2 separate regions of the Xenopus laevis genome follow, and region 2 is linked to region 1. A link is a contact called in public Hi-C data. All regions are on one chromosome and are shown on one strand. Each heading gives the region's core, a stretch centred on a gene start, on an enhancer-like site or on the middle of the called end of the contact. The rest is flanking DNA. Distances are from core to core; before and after follow the strand shown.

Evidence for each region. A called contact is a pair of places that touch in the nucleus more often than the background predicts.
Region 2: a contact with region 1 is called in a Hi-C map of the XL177 cell line, with 2.9 times the contacts expected there. The contact joins the promoter of LOC108698619 here to the enhancer-like site in region 1. A contact is called at or near these places in 2 of 4 Hi-C or Micro-C datasets (the XL177 cell line and animal cap).

The regions. Positions count from the first base shown.
Region 1 is chr8L:69,889,410-69,896,795 of Xenopus_laevis_v10.1, forward strand. LOC108698619 (numb-like protein) reads right to left here. Exons shown (of 10, transcript XM_018230238.2): 6 at 6,689-6,829; 7 at 6,285-6,489; 8 at 5,083-5,394; 9 at 2,114-2,287. Among protein-coding and RNA genes, the nearest start is that of prx.L, 33 kb to the left of the region's middle. Within about 2 kb of position 5,257, at least 1 of the 7 cell types and tissues checked has an H3K27ac peak or open chromatin away from gene starts, as enhancers often do.
Region 2 is chr8L:69,931,083-69,937,831 of Xenopus_laevis_v10.1, forward strand. It overlaps LOC108698619 (numb-like protein), which reads right to left and starts at 5,328. Exons shown (of 10, transcript XM_018230238.2): 1 at 4,832-5,328.

The sequences.
Region 1 (7,386 bases), core at 4,007-6,506:
CCTATAGTCATTGTCATTCTAATAGGGCAGAAAGCTTCTGAATAGGGTTACTATAGTTACTAGAGTAATGTCTGAGACAGGTGAAGCTTTCCTCCAGCAGATGGCGCTATTGTACATTCCTGTATGTCTTTAGCGCTTTTATGCCTATTTGGCTATATATATATATATATATATATATATATATCAATGTACGCTTATCATCTCCATGGTTTAAACATTTTCACCCCTATCACCCCTACATACAATGAAGATAATTTTCTTGGCCTGTTACACCTACATCTCTGTGATATTGTGTACTAATGATTCCATTATCCTGCAGATAAGCACAGATAAAATACATCTGCCTAGATTCAGTCAGTAATCTATGTCAGTGTGTGCTACCAGACATTTCTAGAGAAATAAAATGGATGGGAAAAGTGTTTATGTTTCTTTAAAGCTGGTCAATCACATATATTTCCCCAATGCTCTTTTCTCTGTTAAACTGCAGCACAGGTTCACTAAATCAGAAAAAAATATCAGATGCTGTCAGTCAAAATGATTTCCTAACTCCACACATGTATGTATGCATGTATATTTATTTATAGGCTAATTATCTATCTACAGGGCTTCCATCCATGTGTAGCGGTCTCACGTGCTTGATAGGAAAAGGCATACAAGATGGAAACATGTATGTTGCAGATATGGGTAATCAATAGCACAGACAAAGCACTTGAAGTAATCGTTAATAAATTAGCCCTTTAAAGGGGATGCACCAAAACAAATATAATGGAAGCCAGAGATTGTAGCACAGGAATAACATACCTCCCAACATTTTGGAAATAAAAAGAGGGACAAAAAAGTTGCAGTGGCAAATTTTTGGCCATGCTCATTTTGTAACCATACCCCATAATTACCATGTTCATTTTACAGAATTTGGCAGGTTATGAAAGTTTGAACACATTTCTGTGTTTTGTTTTTCAATTACAGTTTTGCTAATGAAGGTGAATTGCCCTTTAAACTGTGAGTCACAGTTTCCCCAAGGGACCTGTTATCTTATATTGTTACAATTACTTATTTGCTTATCTGAAATTGTTACAAAAGTTCCAAGTGCACCTGGCAACTTAGAAACATTGTTTCTTTTTCTGGCTGTTCAGTGCAGAGAAAAACAGGGCTTTCCAGTACAAATGAGGGACTGCAGATTGAGCTGTCAAAAGAGGGACTGTCCCTCTAAATATGGGACAGTTGGGAGGTATGGGAATAAGTATTTGAGAGTCAAGCCAAGTCGCAGATGAAACGTGTCAGGCTTGGTGATGGCTTTCCAACTTAAATGGTGGCATGTAACACCATAACCAGTTACTTGCTACTTGAAGCCATGATTGAATTTTCAAAGCACCAATGATTATTATGGCTGGTGAGTACACATCTTGACTATAAAAGCACATTGTCAGGGGCAATCCTGGCCCCTCTGCAGCTTGCTGGGGGGGGCACGATGTCGACAGAGGGCGGAATTTCCAGTTTGAAGACCGGGCACAGAGGGTGCCATATTATAGAAAGAAATAATACCCTATATTTCATTAGTCTGCCCTTTTCCTGTGCTACAAGCACTGACTTCCATTATATTTGGTTTGGTGCATCTTTGGTCTTTAGGGGAATGGAAAAGGAGAAATATACCTCTGAATATAAACAGAATGTGTAAGTAAAAGCCTTTTAACCTCCACTAAACATGAGTTTGGTCCTGAATTTTACACTCCTCCGTGTCAGGCTGTTCCTTGAAAGTCTGCCCACTGAGAGTGGAGATGCAGATGCCCCTTTCATTCCTGTTGACTAGTGTTTGATACAATTGGCTGGCACCACTCAGTCAGGGCAATGCCATGTAATATGGAAGAAGCATGTGAATGTGAAATTTCATCTTCAGCAGCACTGAACAACTTGGAATTTGAAAACCCAAGATCAATTGGAAAAAAGTTCATAATGGTATGAACTGTTCTAATTGAAACATCAAATTCAGACATGTGGAATTCTGCATTTTCCCATGTTTCATCATTAGCCTAAGGCTGTATCCCACAGTGCACTGCACAGAGCTAGATGATGGGTGATAAGACACGACTCCTAAAAAGTGTGAAGCGATTCTTACCTTGCACTGTTTGTGGTGGCAAGGAGACAGCTGGAAGCATGCTGGGTGTTCTAGTCCCGTTGCTATTTGCAAAGGGATCCTCAGATGGCTTGTTTGTGAAGGAGCTGTTGATTTGGTTGCACAGATCATTGATTCCATCATATTCTTGATGCATTGAAGACTCCATTTCAATGGCTGTAAGACAGAGTATGATTGAATTAATGCATAACTGATTATTTCATTAGCCTTAATGCTTCTTCGTTTAAGTCTTCAAAGCACTCTCTAATCATATATATTATTAGATTTTTATGCCTTCCTGTAGCAGGTCAATAGCTCATTTAAAAATGCTCTGAATACCAGTACTTTTATAAGTGCTGTAAACTCACAAATTAAGGTGGCCATACACGGGCAGATTAAAGCTACCGTAATTGGACCTTTAGACCGGTTCGGCAGTTTATCTGCCAGTGTATGGGGGCTTCCGATGGGTCTCCCTGATCTATATCAGGCCAAAAATCAGGCAGATATTGATCGGGGAGGTTTGATTTTTCTGGTGATCAAGGACTGCATCGGCTAGTTGATGCGGTCCTAAGAACTGTCCATTCTCTTCATTGAAATCAGATCTCTCTGTGACTGTGCCAAACGAGCGGCTCTTATCGTCTATAGCCACTTTTAACTGTGCTGCAGGCAACATGCACTTCTCCCAGAACTGCACCCATCCCAAGAGTCCAGTTAGTGAGAAGGAACAAAATATGTGTCCAATAAAAGCAGCATGAAACAGTTATATCAATGACTACACTGGTGCTAATTTACTAACCAATATTCTAAATTGCATCAGAGTACCAGAACCATCTTATCCACAATAAGTCTTGACTCTGATTGGTTGCTAAGATTAACAACACTTTTTCACTCATTCAGGAAATTAGCTCCACCGATTTAAGTCTAAAGCTTCTTAAATATGCATAAATCCATTTTCATTCCAACAGTCCAGGCAGATCTCCTCATTAATTGTTTTTCATTTGAATACAGAAGTTGACAACAATATTTGGCCAATATGAAAGTATTTAGATTACTTATAGTGTGACTATTTGTATTTAAACTTGAGTAAAGATAGGACGGGGTTAAACACTGGGATGAAGCTAGCATCACCAATAATGGTAATGGCACATGTGCTTTTAAGTGAGAATGTAACTCCCTCTTTTTCACTCAAGCTCATTCAATTGGGCTTATGTAGACAAGTTGCAACACTATCTGAACTTCCAGAAATATGTAGTGAAATGGTCTCTGAATTAGAGACAGGCTTTTAGGATAATTTTTTAAAAAATTATACAATAGTTGCTAATCCACTGATATGCTGAGAAATGTATCAACTAAGGTAGCAATTTGGAAAATGTTCCTGGCTAAAAGCAATTGCAAAAAGTCTATTTCTGGTGTACTATCTTACAACACCTGAATTGAACAAGTGATTTAAGGATCTGATTGTCCTTACATTACAGGCTTCAATTAGTGATGGTGAGGCAGTGGCAAACCTTCATGTTTTTGACATTTTGCACCCTGCTGCCCCATCAATGCTCTATAGTCTATTGCACTCCATGTATTCGCCCCATAAACACACTGCTTCCTATGTTTGGCAGTGCCAGTGTCAGAATGGGATGTCAGGTGCCCAATATAAAACCTTAGATCAGAGACCAACTCTCCACATTATTTTTCTTCTTCTGCTCTCTCAGCTTTCTTATTCTCTTCTCTGTATCATACTTTTCTGTACTATCTACTACCTTCTCTCCATGGGGCACATTTACTAAAGAGCGAATTGTGTTTTTTTGACAAATTTTCGATAAAAAGACAATTCGAAAGGCGACATTGCCAATTTACTACAAGAAGAGCAACTCCCTGCATTTTGCTAACTGAATTGTCGCTCAGGAGATTGTGTAAACATTTCAATTTGTTACCCTTTTCCCCAAAAATCTATTTTGCCAGGTTCTGACTGGTGAAATAATACAATGAAGCTACATCCTCAGTGACATCATATCCTGTATTCCAAAAAAAACATAAGTAAAAGTCAAAACCCTAGCATCTTGTCATATTTAAAGTGGGATTATAGTTACAAGTTGTAACTGTTAAAAATATTTTATTTACACTTTTTAACATTTGAAGCTCACGCCACTTTTGTTTTAGGGTGGGCTCATGGCCTAGGACAATTTTAATAAGAAGTGGCCACTTCCAGCAATTTCAACAGCATCACTAATAAATACATTCATATGACCTGTATGTACCCAACATATTTAAAGTGACATAAGTTAAAGTTCAGCTAGCAAGGACGTAACGCTAGAGAAACATTCATTATGAAATTTTCGCACCAACGAATCATTGCTGGCGAAAGTATGCTATCGTTCTTTTAACGAGATGTCATTTCATATTTTGATGAATGCGCGTATTCATCATGACATACTGTCTGATGTAGTTGCGCAAAGTATGGCAGAGACTTCCGAATCAAAAATTTGCAGGTAAGTAAATGTGCCCAGGACTTCTCTTTGATCTCAAACAAAAAACAGGAATAAGCATGATATAGGTATACAAAGCAAAAATAAAAGTCCACTGACACCTGGGCTGTATTCATGAGGCACGGGAAGGGGAGAAATTTAGGAACCCCTCTTCCTGTCCCCTAACTTCAGACCGTGGTTTGCAATAGAGTCCTTTACTTAAGGTCCACTGCTGTACTCTGCACTTCATGCTGGAGATTTAATTAGACATTAGGTACAGTATGCAGCAAAAACCCACACACAAATGCTTCTTGCATGAGCCTAAAGGGCACAATTCTCTAACCACTATTGCTCTAGCACTTATGTTCAGGGTCATCATAAATGACATCTTACATCTTAGTATTCCTGCAAGTTGTCTTATGAATCCATTCCCTATAACTTTTCAGAAAGTACCCTCCAATTTTTTACTGGTCATTCAACCCAACAGATACTGACTTTTCACATTATTATTACCTTGACTCTTGTCCTGGAAATTGGTTTTACGTTGAAGGGTGGACGGGAGCTCATTGAGTCTCAGTGAAAGCTGCCGTTTAAAAGGTGAGTTTTTTTGGCTCAGGGCAGGGAAACCACGAAAGGACCCCTGTCTCACGAGCTGTTCCAGGGGAGCATGTCTGCGGGGTATGGCATGCTGCCCACCAGCCTCACTCTTGTCTGATGGGACAGTGGCACACTGGGGTGGTGACTGGTCAGGCTGTGCTGGCAGTACAGGATTTGATGGTGCTCCCACGGTTGCTATACTGGAGCAAAGGGATGGAGCAGCTTCAGCTGTAAAATATTAAAAAGAGCATTGCTCCAACCAGTTATTGATATAAAAACATTAAGGGGCACATTTACTAAGGGTCGAATTTTGAAGTGCTAAAACTTCGAAATTCGACCATCGAATTAAAAAAAACCGATAGTAGAAGTTTTCTTTTGTTTGAATTCAGCTGTTTTCGGACGAATTAAAATTGTTCGATCGACCGTAGAAATCGTTCGAATCGAACGATTCAATTGATCGATTCGAACGATTTTCCAAAAAAAAAAACTTTGACTTCTAAAAACTTAGCCAAATATTGGCTATAGGTTCTAGGAGGTCCCCATAGGCTAACATAGCAATTCGGCAGGTTTAAGGTGGCGAAGTGTCGAATTTGAAGTTTTTTAAAGAGACAGTACTTTGGATTTTCGAATGGTTGAATATTTTCAATTCGAATAGAATTTTGGCCTATTCGATGTTCGAAGTACCCAAAAATGAATGAATTGAAATTCAAAGTTTTTGAATTCTAATTCACTTCGACCCTTAGTAAATGTGCCCCCCACTGTGTATGGCATTTCATGCTGAATAAAACAGGGGTATTTTAATTAGGGATGCATCTAATCCACTATTTGGGATTTGGCCGAATCCTTACTGAAAGATTCGGCTGAATACCGAACCAAATCTGAATCCTAATTTGCATATGCAAATTAGGGTCAGGAAAGGAAAAAATCTTCTTTTGTGACAAAAAGTCACGTGATTTCCCTACCCAACCCTAATTTACATATGCAAATTAGGATTCAGATTTGGTTCGGCCAGGCACAAGGATTCGCCCGAATCCGTATCCTGCTGAAAAAGGCCGAATCCCGAACCGAATCCTGGATTCGGTGCATCCCTAATTTTAATATCTGAGAGATATGTTTACCCTTCTTTTTATCTTGAAGTTGCCTCATTACTTCTTCACGTTCTGCCTGCTGGGAGGCAGATGTGACACGGAATGATCCCTCGCGAGCAAAACTGGTTCGACTGGCATCAAATGAAGCTGTGACCCCACACTCCTTTTCCCTCTTCTGTTTTCTTTCCAGGCAAGCGGCAAAAGCACAGCCAACAGCATGGCTCAGACGCTCTCCCTGTGTAGAAAGAATAAAAGAGAGAGAAGTTGGAAACCTGAAGACAGATTTTGCTGTTTAATACGAGTTTTAGGATGATTTTGGGTTTACTGTACAAGTTACTTAACATGAATGGAAATTATAAGTGTTTTTGGAATAGACTGTAGTTAAATCAAGCTGTATGGTTCTACATTGTATTTCTATACAATGCCATACTTACGGAATCCTTCAAGGCCAGGAAGCAGTGACAGATCCAGCGACGGGTTGTTCCATCCCGACAAATGTAAGAAAAGGCCTTGTCAAAGTTGCGATCAGGAGCACAAAATGATACTTTCTCAATGGTCTGATCCACTATCAGGTCCTAAAAATAGGTCATACGGTCAAGCATTTGAAAGAACTGTTAGATAAGCCTAGATGTTCAGCAGAACCTAGTCACAAACATACAATGAAATTAAAGCCGTCCGTAGGGGACATTTACATCTCCAACACAATGCAAGAGTGTACCCTTTAGTTCCCATCTGAGTAGCAATTAGAGCCAGTGTCAGACTGACCCACAGAGATACCAGGAAAACTCCCGGTGGGCCCAGGTGTCAGTGGGCCTCTTTCTTCAATCCATTTGGCATATTTCATGGTCATTCCCTATTTCTTCATGGTAACAAAGAGGCTTAATAATGGAATAATAGAGTATAGTATGTAGAGAAAAGTAGGGATGCACCGAATCCACTATTTTGGATTCGGACGAACCCCCGAATCCTTTGCGAAGGATTCGGCCGAATACCGAACCGAATCCGAACCCTAATTTGCATATGCTAATTAGGGGTGGGAAGGGGAAAACATTTTCTCCTTCCTTGTTTTGTGACAAAAAGTCACGTGATTTCCCTCTCCACCCTAATTTGCATATGCAAATTAGGATTTGGA
Region 2 (6,749 bases), core at 4,078-6,577, 42 kb after region 1:
GGGAGCACTGGAAAATGTGTGTTTTCTTTTGGTTAACAACTCAGTGGGTGGATGTATTGGAACAATTTTGTGCACTGAAAGCTTTGGACTGGTTCTGCTAGAGTGTAGAAGAAAGGCAGTACAGGGGCTGAATACACTCAAGCCACACTAACATGCCACCCTACATGTACATCAAATAATGTACATACACCAGATGTATTATGAAAAATTGCCATATCACCCTGATCCGGCAGATGTACAAACAAATAAAATCTCTGTATGCGTGCATCTACATTATGGGGCCCATTCACTAAGTTCGAGTGAAGGAATAGAGGAAAAATAGTTTGATTTTCGAATGTTTTTTTTGGCTACTTCGACCATCGAATTGGCTACTTCGACCTTCAACTACGACCTGCCCCTATATGTTACACTAAAGCAAAAAATGTCATGTTACACGCAAACACACAAATAACCAGTATATCTTTAAAATACACAAGAATATCCTGTAAATGATATCTTTATAACCAGTGCTTAGTGATGTTATTTTTGTCACATAAAACTTGTGTATTATAATAAACAATGTATCCCCTGTTGTAAAATATGAGGATATTAGAAGTTACCTAGGAATTCCATGACCTGTATATAAGTACTCAGCCTTGTGCTCCTCTTTGACTTATAATATCCTTATATTTATAATGTTGAAGGCATATTATTCACTATATAACACAAAGAAGCCATGATTTAGCTGTAAAGTATATCCTTATGTGTTTTATGATACCAGTCACCAAATACAATAAATTCTAAGTGCTGTCATACATGACGACTCGCTGAAGTGCATTATGAAAAAAAACAAAAATAAATTTACCCCTGTTGTAAAATGTGACAATGTTAAAAAAACTCTTTTTAGTTTCATGAGCTGATTAAAAGCACAAAACCTCTTTTATGGCCTTTATATGGTTATGGAAATCCATTGTGACTTCTAATATTCTCATATTGTGCTATATAGTTCCCTATATAAACAATGCTCAGTGATGTTATTGTTTAATTGGTGTCTAGCAATACCACTTGTAAAATATGACTGACCAAAACTTGTGTAATAAATGAAATAAAGTACCCTGTACTTTATCTATGGATTATGGCCTTGTGTCTTTATGTAGTCACAGGACTCTGCACTGTGGGAGATTTGTATATTTGGAGGGGGATGGGCAGTGGTTGAACTAGACGATTTTCTTTTATAGGGAGGTTAACTATTTCTGATATAGATACTGGATATAGATACATTAGTGAGCTATGAAATACCTTGGAAAAGGTGTATAAGGATAAATTCTGGGTGCTTGGGAACAATATTAGAGATTCATATGGGTGAGACTTGTTTGTATACATATGTTGATACACAAATAGATTTAAACAAAGGAATTTTGTGAGATTGGGTAAACTATGAGCTATATCTGTGGTTACTTGGCACTGTGTATTTTTGTAATCTTTTTGGTGTGGGGAACACTGTGATGTGATATATTTATATGCAAATATTGGTGAGTGAGCGCATTGTAAAGTATCTTTATAGGAAAAGTCTAGATGAGTGGATATTCTGAAGTGTTTGAGTAAAGTACTTTAGGTGAAGTGAATGGACACAATAACAGTTATGTATATGGGTACAGTAGAGGTATACCTAGGGGCCTGGATGAGACTAACTGGTAGTTATTTACATGAGAAAATTCTAAGTGATGAGCCACACTATGAGTTATTATGGTTGGACACTCTAGGTAACTTGACTGTAGGTAGTTAGTTAAGTGTTGGATACACAACTATTTTTTTTAAATCTTAAGTTTGAGGTGTTATATATTACTAGACATTAAGCCCGTTAAATTAACGGGCGCTAGACGGTCCGTGGGGCACATGCGCAGTAGCGCAATCCCACGGACACAGGGACTGGATGCAGAGACACTTCAACTTTATTATATAGGAAAAGATGCACAGTTTTCTCCAGGTCACTTATATGTACTGGTCAACTGTAACTGAACTGAAAACAAACATCTTATTAGTTGCAATTGGTTACTGCACCCGGGCAAACACTGCATCAATCATTACATATGGGGTAAACTTTCTTTTGTAATGTGGGTGCATCTAAAACTGTAACCTTTGAAAAAAAAGGCTAAATTAGCATTCTTTCAGAGAATCTAAGAAACCATACTGTTAAAAGCAAATACATATACAATTCAGAGGAGGAGTAAGCATTTCCTTAGCTGTGTACACATTACAGGAAGTCTGCCAGTGTACAATGGGAAATGTATCCTAAGGAAAAGCTCCATGTGCCCATTTAAATTGTGAAACATTGTAAATTGTTTGCATGGGTGTGTAACTGGGAGATGCAATTAATTTGCCTATATGTGTATATATAGGGAGATATTAAGGTCAGGGCTTAAAAATGGGGGCACTGGGGGGCTAAATCATTAGTGTTTACAGTACTAAACTATTGTACTTAATGGGTTGGCCACATTCTGGGCCAGTGTTGCTGGCTTAAAGGCCAATTCATTCCCTTGCTAGCTGTGCCAAAAGTTGCCAGTCCTACCTGTGAAGAAAAAAAAAGAAAGCAACCCATCTGAGTGTGTATTCTGGTTGATATTCACAAGCAACAAGCATTGTTTTGGCATCAAATAGCTGCCTCAGCAACCACAGGACCCCAAATAACACATCACTGCGTTAATTTGAGTGTAAAATGAGATAATGATCTATTTAAATGACATGGTGTGACAAATATCTCTATAAACTTTCCTGCACATTTATATGTGCAAGTAATTCAGCTTTGTATAAAACACAACAGGTAGGAGTGGAGTGTCCGGCAGTGCACACTTGGATGTATGTTTGGAAAATAATGTTGCTGTGTATGTACACAAAATAATGTGATGATGAAGCAATGTGTCTTGGACTGCACACTGGGGATGAGGCTGCAGTGCATATATGTACTTAATGAAATATACACTTGGAATGGAAGCATTTCAGCTGGGAGTTTTCACTGGGGTGTGTGTATTAAAAATAACCTGATCTTTACGAGACTGTATAGCTGAAACTGATACGGCTACACGTGTTCACTGGAAGATGTAAATGTGAAGCTAACCAGCTTGGTTATGCACATTATATGATTTATCTTGATAATATCTGCCTGGGAGTGGCCTGATGGACCAGACATTGCTACAGTACACCCTCCCTAATGCTGACAAGTTAATTGTATGTGTTTGTACCAATGTACATTGCATGTGAGTCACCTGAATATGTACACTGCATGATACTAAATGAAATCTGCCAGTTGTCTTAATTAGAGGATGTATATGTGAGATTAATATGTCTGGTTGAGTACACTGAGAGATGAGATTTGGGTGAGTGTGTGCATCCACATGGAGAGTAAATCTGTGAAGGAGTTTCATGACCATATTATACAGGTAAACTCCGAGGTAACTTCTAATATCCTCATATTTTGCAACTGGGGGTACTTTATTTATTATGATACACACGTTTCAGTGAGTCATTTGACAGAAATTACATCAGAACTCACCATTTATAAGGATATAATTTACAAGATATTCATGGTTTTTGTGTATTATATATATATATATATATATATATATATATATATATATATATATATATATATATATATATATATATATATAATATATATATATAGTCCACGAGATAGCCAGCACTCACAAATAAAAGTTACAGTTGCCTGGGTGCAGTATCAAAAATTTAAAACGTAACTAGCACAAAGGATCCGCACTCACAGGTCTTATATAAATATAAAAATTTTTTTTATTGTTGTATGCGAGTCTCGCATACAACAATAACATTTTTTTTAATATTTATATAAGACCTGTTAGTGCGGATCCTTTGTGATATATATATATATATATATATATATATATATATATATATATATATATATATATATATGCTTAAGGAGGGGGTAGATACCTCCAAAATATAAATGTTGCTTGTCTGACTTCTATACATATAGGTGTGTTTGTGGGTGTGTATGCTAGGGGATACACATGTTGATAAAACCCATGTGGGTACATATAATGGGTGGAGTATATGGGTACAAAGTGAATGATGTGTATTGGTGAAATTCACTTTGGTGTGTAATCACATGGATGAGCTATGTACGTGGATTTGCACAGTGAGACACGTCTGTGTGGGTGTGTACACTGGCAGAGGTATAGTGTGAATGGAATCTGTGTGGGTGTGCACATGGATATTAGGAAGGTGTCTGCATGGTGAGGATAGAGATGCACACAGTTTATATGCACAGAGCAGTGAAAGAGGTATGTAGCAGAGAGAGAAAGCTGTTAGTCAGCATGTACACAGGCACAGCCAAGGCAGAAAGGAAAAGTGTAATTTCTGTGACTCAAGCAAATGCCATAAAATCCCAGAAGCAGACACTTCGGCAGTTGCTCTGGATTCTGCATGGGGAGTGAAGTGCTGCGCTCTGTCTAACAAAGGGTTAATGTCCTGACCATCCAACCTTTGGAACTACAGCCCCCAGCATCCTCTGATACCCTTGCTGGGAGCTGGAAGGAAACCACAGGTTTAGCATGAAATGAAGTGGCCGGCATTGTGCTCAGAGAAGGGACGTGTGTCACAGCTGGGGATCTCCTGGCACCCAATGTTGGACCCAGTGGGACAGTCAGCTGGTGACATGCCAGAACACCGTTTGCTTTGCAGCAACTGCCCCGGACCACCCAGCCTTCTCCTTCCTCTACATTCACATGAAATGCCTCCCTGATTCATTCAATCTATTGGCCCAGCCTGTCGAACACAGGATGCCAAACGTTCCCAGGGAAATGCATGTACTTACGGCTCTCTGGGCAGATGAAGGACACGCACAGTCACAGAGCCGATGTGATGTCAAATTCCACGATTTTGTATGTGCAGCAGCCAGCGACTGCGCGCGTCACTCAGAGCCTGCGACGATGTCAGATAGCACAATCCAGCTTCAAAGCTTTCCAGCCGATGTGCCCTGATCTAGTGGCTAGCAGCAAATAATGTGACTGCCAATCTGCTTTGTTACCCGCTCATGGACGCATGCTCCCTGCGAAAGCTCCAATCACCATAACCACGCCCTGGTGCAATTTGATTGGCCGACGCCCTTATGAAATGCAGATTCCTTTCTTTTAACCCCGCCTGTCCCCCTATTGCCCACCCGCTTGCTCTGCTCCAAAATTCTTTCCTTCTGTTACAAATTTCTCTGATTTAATGGATTCTTTCCTAAATACAGTTCTCTTCCAGGGACAGGAAATTCAATGTATTTAAGTCTAGCACTCTTGATGTTTTGTACCTGTAAGACTGCTGGGTAATGCAGTCCTCTGTGCTACACATAACAGTTCACAGAATAACTAGTTAATATTTCATGGAGCAGGAAGTTAGGGATTTTCCAGCCAATCATCAGGAGGCCAGTCTGAGTCCTGCCATGAGAGCCAGGCACAGGAAGAGGAACCAGCCAGGAGACATGAGAGGATGACTGGGGGACTTACAGACTGGCATCTTATATTCCAGACCAGCCAGGGAGATGGGGAAACATTGCAGAGTGCAGCCTGCTGGGAGTTCATTCCTACCAATGGCTGGAGGGAGTGTGTGCAAGGTCCCAGCAGCCCATATGGTCCTGGGTGTCAGCTGGAGGTGTGAAAGCAATGCTGTCAGACCTACTTACAATCCTTACAGGTGGAGGAGCAAAATGTGTAATCCCTTCCCTGGCACAACACTCAGATGGTGGCTGTAGCAAGCAGGGAGACACATCTGGGTGCTGTGGGAACAACTCAAACGCTCCCCGTTCCTTCAAAACCACACAGTCTCACAGATACAACTGTCACTTTCTCTTTTCTCCCTCCAGTGTACTGGCAGAATAATGGCTGGTTACAGAACAGTCCCTTAAACTGGCAAAGCAAGGGTTAAAATCAATTCACAGTTCAGCCGCTTCTCCTTTCACGTTGGCTTTCTCCTGATCAGGAATGGCTGCAATCCTTGCACACTCACTCACTCACTCACAGTGTGAAGATGCTGAATAAAAAATACTTCTTTGTATCGTGGTACTGGAGGGGCAATTTCATGCATTGAAGGGAAAATCCTCCAAGCAAAGAAATAAATATTTGTAAATGCAACTGAAAACGACATATATTTATAGGCAAACAAACAACAGATTTTGGGTGTAGTTCCCCTTATTTTCTGACATGTACAAACACAAAATTGCCTCAGTAGGGTTGATAAAGCTGTGCACCAAAACAGGTATAGTATATAGAGCCGTCCTCAGTGTTTGTTGTTATAAAAGAGGACTTGTTTGGGCACTATGTTGACCAGGTCATGGGTAGATTATTCTGAACATGCAGCTGCTGTGAACATATATACATATAATACACAAGAGCCATGCATATCCTGTAAATTTTATCTTTATAAATGGTGACTATTGATGTCATCAGTTATAAACGGTGAGTGGTGATGTCATTTTTGTACATGACTCTTAAAACTTGTGTGTTATAATAAATAAAGTACGCCTTGTTGGAAAATTTGAGGATATTAAAAGTTACCCTGGCCTCGTGCTTTTATATGGTCATAGAACTCCTCGGCAGTGCCGGGCCATGCTGGGCAGGCGCCCTTCTGCGCATGCGCGAATTTGCGCTTCTGCACATGCGCGAATTTGCGCACATATCGCGACAACTACATTGAGTCGGCCAGAGAAGAGAACCGGACTTGGGGTAGGCGACAGAGGAGGTACGTGCCTG